Linked DNA regions of Xenopus tropicalis: region 2 is linked to region 1. Evidence: chromatin contacts called from public Hi-C data. All regions are on one chromosome and are shown on one strand. Each heading gives the region's core, a stretch centred on a gene start, on an enhancer-like site or on the middle of the called end of the contact. The rest is flanking DNA. Distances are from core to core; before and after follow the strand shown. Region 1 overlaps ppp3cb (protein phosphatase 3, catalytic subunit, beta isozyme). Region 2 has its middle 13 kb from the start of pdlim2.

Region 1 (3,545 bases), core at 600-3,099:
TTAAAGCCAGTCTGGCCATCCATAGGGCAACTTGTCCACTTATTGGCCCTTGCTTAAGATAAAAATGCCAGCCCTGGGGATGTTGCTGCTCATACTGAGAGTGTGCTACAGTATTATCACTGCTACGGGATACAGAGCCACAGGGCAGATAATGACATGACTCAGAGTCAATTCTCTGTTTGTGGAACCTGCTCTTAAAACTCATTACTCATTACTGTGTCTCTCATCCCAACATCAGACCGGCACATTCTCTTCTCTGCCTTTCTTTCTCTGTTTCCCTTCCCTGTTGCTTTTCTCTATTCCCCTTTATACACCCACGTGGCACCCGTGTCCTTATCTCACCTTATCATCTTTTCTCTTTCATCCCCCATGTTTCTTCTCTTCTGCCCCTCTCTCACAGAAGTCCGAGGCTTCTCCCCCCAGCACAAAATCCGGAGTTTTGAAGAGGCCCGAGGGTTGGATCGTATTAACGAACGCATGCCCCCACGTCGTTCCACCTCCCCCTTGGACCCCAACCTCAATTCCACTGACAAGAACAGCACCAACAGGAGCTCGCAGTGACACCACATCTGCAGCTCACTGCCCAACTCCCTCCGACCTCTGCAACAGCTGCGTGTGTGAGGGCAGGACTCTCATAAGCAGGCTGCCAGATAGCGGGCACAGGCGCATACAGGGATAGGGAAAGGCACACTTACAGCTCCATGTCTAATTACAGCTGAGAGATACAGGGACGTGGACACAGTTTACACTATACAAGTGCAGATTCAAACACACACACACAAGCCTACAGACACAATAGCTACACAAGCCAGTAGTGACGTGTACATTCATGCCATTCCAAACATGCTTGTGCAGATCAGTGCAAACACACCTGAGCACACACACACTCCGACTGAGAGCGTGACACAAACATTGATACTGTCCCAGCAGCCTGTCCTGCAGTTTGTATTCTCTTTGTAAATGTCATTTTGCGTTCTATATATATATTTATACATGTGTAATATAAAGACCCTGTTTTTTAATGTAGGGTATGTCTAGCGACCAGCTGCAATGCTGTACTTTAGTAGCGAGCCTCCTGTTGCCACAGTGCAGAGCCACCAGAGTTTCACACTGACGCCCTGCTGCGCGCATAAACGCTTCTGCCCTCACGTATTGGCGCTTACGTTTGCACCCACAGTGCTGCGCTGTGTTTCTCTCATAGACCTTTAGTGTCGTCTTTTGATGGGAATTACAGTTTAGCCACAATGCCAAAAGTCACATTCCTGCTCTAACAAATGCTTTGTAGCTCTTAAACGCATGCCCCCAAACATGCATTGCCGCAGTATTTCATGCACCGTGCTCCTTCTACAGAGACACTTGTACAGAATCAAAGGGGAATGTACAGTGCTGAAATTAGGGCAAAAAATACCAGGTCCGGACTGAGATTCAAAATAGGCCCTGGATTTTAAAGTACCCAGAGGCCCAAACAACCCCCACAGGGCCAATTAATAGTGGCTGTCTATGGCATTTTACAGCATTTGCCAGAACCCACAGATTACCAGTCCGGTCCTGGAATGTATTTGTTTGGGCAAAAGCCAATGCCATATTCCTTCAAAGGGTTGCCAATGGGCAACTAAACTTGAAATATCCAGTGAACCCTTCAAGTGTTTGGTGGTGAGTATGAATGTTAACATACCCTCCGCCCATTTGCTTATATCTTGGCTTGTATGTTTAATAAATGTGCAAAGTTGGAGGGGGTTTCTTGACCAATGACAGGGTGACCAAAAGCGCCTCTGCCGCCTCCTATGGGAACCACTAGAGCACCACTAGTACAGGGAGTTCTCTAATTTGAGGTTGGGTGGTTCTAATTGGAGGTGTGTGGTGGTTCATACTGAAAGCAATGGGAGGCGGCATGGGTGTTACTGGCCACGCCTCCACCATGTGATATCAGCCTTACAGTGAAGGGCTCACAAAGTGCAAGATATCTTGGTAGAAAGCATTTTATTGGACAGCTGTGCTTCCTAAATCCATAATTTGGAGGCAGGCAGCATTATACTGAGGAGTGCAGCTAATCATCTGGGGCTCAGTATGATTTCAGTGCACTGGGACTCGCGAGCATGCTGTATGAAATAATGCACGCGTCTCATTAGAATCCTTAGAAGAAACCATTTTGCTATGTTGTTTGCTCTAATGCTGCCTTGTACATTGCCCCACTAGCGCTGCTAACCACAATTGCTCCGCACATAGACCTGTGCAGCAGGCGGCTCTGCACTGCACATTAGAGCACACGCAGAGAGTCGCCGGAGAACCCAGAAGCCTCAGCAGAGGCAGGTTCTGCACGCAAAGGGCACTCTGCGGGAGGCGGCTGCGCATACAGTGTTCTGAGGCACATTGGTGACTTCTGTTTTACTGGTGAATGTAAATGGAAGAAGTCATTTTAACTCCTTTCTTATTGGCCTCTTGCATTCCCCATCCCCATGCGTGCCCAGACCAGACCCTTTATTGTATAAGGGCGACATTCTTTTGGGCTTTTAGAAACCTTTGTACAAGCAGGGCTTGACATCTCCCTAAGCGCGCTGTTGCTGGGTCACCCTCAGGAATATTACAGCTCACACTGGGGTGGCATCTATACTGCTTGGTTACAAGAAATCACTCCAGTATGGGGTTACCCCCTCGCATTTGCATCGTTAGGGCACCATTTGCACTCCAGAAGCAGGACGGTTACTCCTACACCGGGCGGTGCCCAACCCTGGTTCTCTGTATGGAGTCATAGCACAAGTGTCAATCTTCTCACTGTCCCACAGTTCTCTATGGCACAGCCTATTATACCTTTAAAAGCCCAGACAAGGCGAGGGGTAGAGATGTGCCCCCCTTCCCCCCCTGCCACCCTGTTTATGGAAATTATTTGCTGAGTTGTCTTATATTAAAAATGGCTAAAGAAATATATTTGATGATTCTTCCCCCCCCCCACAAATAATAGGGAGCAAAATTGTTGAGATTAAACAGCAAAATGGTAACCAAGCTGTCTGCTGTATTTTATTATCTCATTTGCAAGGTTGGGGTGTGCATTAAGGGTAATGTGATTAGTTGCCCACGGTTAAATCGCGGCTGTTGGGGGTGACTAATTTCCCCAGAATACATTCCCACCAGCAAGAAAGTGATTTGCTCTAGGAAATCATACATGGCGATTCCTCTTCCAAAGTTTCTTGCGCAGGTAGCAGAGATTTAACCACGGGTGACTAATAACCCATAAACCAATGTGCCATAGCATGCTTGGTCCGGCTTAGGTTGGTACACATTATGCAAGTGTTGTGTAATGTACAGTGTGGATTCTAGGGGGGTGCTTGGTCCAATTAAGCTTGATGCAGGTCCAGACTGGCATTCAAAATAGGCCCTGTCATCTCAAGTACACAGAGTCCCAAACAGCCCCCCACCAGCCCAATAAATAGTGACTGTCTATGGCATCTTACAGCAGCCCCTCTGGTATTTGCCAGAACCCACAGATTGCCAGTCCGGGCCTGGGTCGGTGTGCTTTGTGCTGTGTGATGTGCAATGTGGATTCTAGG
Region 2 (3,471 bases), core at 361-2,860, 55 kb after region 1:
AAATCTGTGCTCTCATTGCTTCTCTTTCCATTCCAGCCACTGATAATATTGAAGAATATTCACCACTAGATGGCAGCACCACTAGATGGACAGTTTGCACTGACAGATAGGGCTTATTTACAAAAGGCAACTGTGGCTGTGATCATGCAAAGATGGATACAGTCGTATGGTACTTGAGTCTAAAAGTATTTTGTAACTCGCAAACACCTGCATATACACCTAAATACTTATATTATATGTTATATAAGATATATGTTATAATATTCTATATAGATAATTAATTTGAATATTTATATTTAAATATATTTAATATATGTAACATATTTTCTATATTTTTTATTATATATATAGTGTATGCTCAGAACAGTAGGTGGGACAGACACCACAATGGCAAGGACATGCAGAAGTGCAAGAAGTGGATTTGGGTGCAAGTACCTTTAATGAACTGTACTGGTGGGGGAAGCAATTTTAGGGAGATAGGTGCCCTTTAACAGACCCCATTCTGAAACTCCCATTGCGCAGATTTGGGGTTACAATGAGAGAGTTCAGGGGGGACAGGGGTGTCTATGGGAAGCTGGGAATCACTGCTCTAATGAGCTGGTAGGAAAAGCGAAAACAAAAGGAACTTGGTCAACAAGCCTGTCTGCCCCAGTGTAACCTCTCATCTCCTCTCCACTCACCTGCACAGTCACTAGATTAACCCTTCAACCACCCCACACCTGCACAGTCACTAGATTAACCCTTCAACCACCCCACACCTGCACAGTCACTAGATGAACCCTTCAACCACCCCACACCTGCACAGTCACTAGATTAACCCTTCAACCACCCCACACCTGCACAGTCACTAGATTAACCCTTCAACCACCCCACACCTGCACAGTCACTAGATTAACCCTTCAACCACCCCACACCTGCACAGTCACTAGATTAACCCTTCAACCACCCCACACCTGCACAGTCACTAGATTAACCCTTCAACCACCCCACACCTGCACAGTCACTAGATTAACCCTTCAACCACCCCACACCTGCCCACTCAATAGATTAACGCTTCAACCACTCCACACCTGCAAAATCACTAGATTAACCCTTCAACCACCCCACACCTGCACAGTCACTAGATTAACCCTTCATCCACCCCACACCTGCACAGTCACTAGATTAACCCTTCAGCCACTCCACACCTGCAAAGTCACTAGATTAACCCCTGTTACCCCCCATATGGATAAACCTCAAGTGCCGCACACGTGATGGCTTCATCAATATACATCAATAAACAATTTACTGTGTCTGTGACTCTCCAGACTATTCACCCTAAACCCAAACACCTGCACATTGTCACTAGATTAACCCTTCAACCCCCACACGCCTGCCCTGTAACCTGACATGTGGGTAACCCTCAACTGCCGCACATGAGATGGCTTCTTCAATAGTGGAAATAAGCAATTTACTGTTACTCTCTAGACTATTCACCCTAAGCCCAAACACCTGCACGTTGTCACTAGATTAACCCCTCTTCACCCAGACGCCTTTAAGCAGTATCTCCCTTCCACCCCACCTAAAGAATGTCACGTAATGAATTCCTCTGTCCCCATCGCAGATACTGGTATTGTGTTCCCAGGCTAACCTTTGCCTCCAGGCACCTGTCAGTCACTAAACGGGCCCCTCCCCCCCTTACACCCGCACAGTGCAACTAGACCCTTGCTCCCATATACGTGCCTAATGCAATGCGACTGACTCCCCCGGTGCTGCTCATGTACAATACAATCTGATCTACATTTGCCAATGAATAGCAGCCACCAATGGCTTACTTGCCCTTTATAGAGTGCAGGGAATCTATACGGCTGAGGCCAACTGCCCCACTCAAGCAAGAAGCATAAGAGCAAATGGGTATTTGTATTGTATCCTTTTCTGGGAAAAATAGCATCCTTCCTATACTCCTATCCTCCCTATACTCTATACTCATTTTAACTGGCCAGGCCAATAACTTGGTGGCAACCCCAGTTAGTAGTGATGTCTGCTTGGCATATCAGCAAAATATGCAACCTGAAGCACTTCCCTTGCAGCCTATGGGTCTGCAGGCCACACTGTCACAAACCAATCACAATGCAGCTGCTGGGACATCACTGAATATGCCCAGGCTCTGCCCACAGACCACTATAGGCCATATGTTGTAGCACAGATAGGGTTGGCCAGGCAGGGAAGGTGCTTAAGGTAGATGAGGTGCAGCTGCATTGGGGGTATCTGTAATTGACCCCAGTGTGTAGGCTACATATCTGGGGTGCAGAATACTGCCAGGGAAATAAGAAAAAAGCCAAACTTTGACTCACCAGACAGGTTGGGCAGCCGACTAACATGGGAACCATTCAGCAAATAGGAGCAAAATCACATTTTTTTTTACTGTTCTTGGAGGAAGAAATCTAATACTAAATACATGTGGCCCAAAACTCCTCCCCAGGCTCAAATTGTAAATAATCCTGAACCAAAGTATAATCCTCTTGGTCACGTTCCCCCACCTGTCAGACAGGATTTCTAGTTTCATGCTTTCTCTAGGCATCTGCCCATTGCACTAGTGGGGATAATGGCCATTCTTTTGGTGCAGTGAAGATGGGAAAAAATATTTCCTAACATTCACTTACAGTGTTTATATAGGTGAGCATTGTTTGTGGGATTTACTTCCATTCATCCACAAAGGCATTAGTGAGGCTGGGCCCTTAGAAGGGCATAAAAAATGAAATAGAAATATATAAATTCTGGTGAGTACTAGAACCCTGTACAGGAGCATTAAATGCAGATTATTGGGGTTCCTCACACAGGGGATGAAAGTATAAATGTTCATACTTTGCATTATGGGGAAGCAACAGAAATCTCTAACCTCAAAGCAGTATAGCAAGAGGCACTGAGAAAGATTATCCACTAGGTGGCAGCAGATTACATGCCAAGTTTCCATCAGTGAAGCTTCTCTTTCACTGGGAAACACTGACCCAGGCAGCCACATGCTCTACTTACATGAGCGAAACTGACAGCTTGCCTTCACAAAAACCAGAGCTTCAGTGGAGATAGCGGACAGGCAGGAAGAGACACGAGTTAGAAGCTCTGGGTTGAGATCAGGAGAGGAAAGATAGATCTGAGTATCGTCAGCATAGAGGTGGTACTGAAAGCCAAAAGAATTGATTAATTTGCCAAGTGAGGAGGTATAGAGAGAAAATAGTAAGGGGCCCAGGACAGAGCCTTGGGGAACCCCGACAGAGAGATGCAGGGGAGAAGATGATTCCCCATTGTAAGAGACACTGAAGGATCGATCTGAGAGATAAGATGAAAACCAGCTGTTGAATTAATGGATAGAGATTAATTGGGCAGGTTTAATTTTTTCCTGTGTTAATGCTGTCCTCATACAATGGGCCTGTAAGCTTCTCTGTGTTATCTGAGCATACAGTGATCAGTTCAGCCCCACATGGCCCAGGGTGT

The links. Hi-C and Micro-C count contacts between places; a contact is called where the count stands out from the background.
Region 2: a Hi-C map of neurula embryo shows a contact between it and region 1, with 2.5 times the contacts expected there. The contact joins two enhancer-like sites. A contact is called at or near these places in 5 of 5 Hi-C or Micro-C datasets (brain, gastrula embryo, liver and 2 more).

The regions. Positions count from the first base shown.
Region 1 is chr3:129,850,197-129,853,741 of UCB_Xtro_10.0, forward strand. It overlaps ppp3cb (protein phosphatase 3, catalytic subunit, beta isozyme), which reads left to right. Exons shown (of 14, transcript NM_001097286.1): 14 at 401-2,996. The coding sequence ends at 561. Among named protein-coding and RNA genes, the nearest start is that of sorbs3, 12 kb to the right of the region's middle. Within about 2 kb of position 1,850, at least 1 of the 11 cell types and tissues checked has an H3K27ac peak or open chromatin away from gene starts, as enhancers often do. A contact at or near this core is called in neurula embryo, where this site is marked.
Region 2 is chr3:129,905,876-129,909,346 of UCB_Xtro_10.0, forward strand. No RefSeq gene overlaps it. Among named protein-coding and RNA genes, the nearest start is that of pdlim2, 13 kb to the left of the region's middle. Within about 2 kb of position 1,611, at least 4 of the 11 cell types and tissues checked have an H3K27ac peak or open chromatin away from gene starts, as enhancers often do. A contact at or near this core is called in neurula embryo, where this site is marked.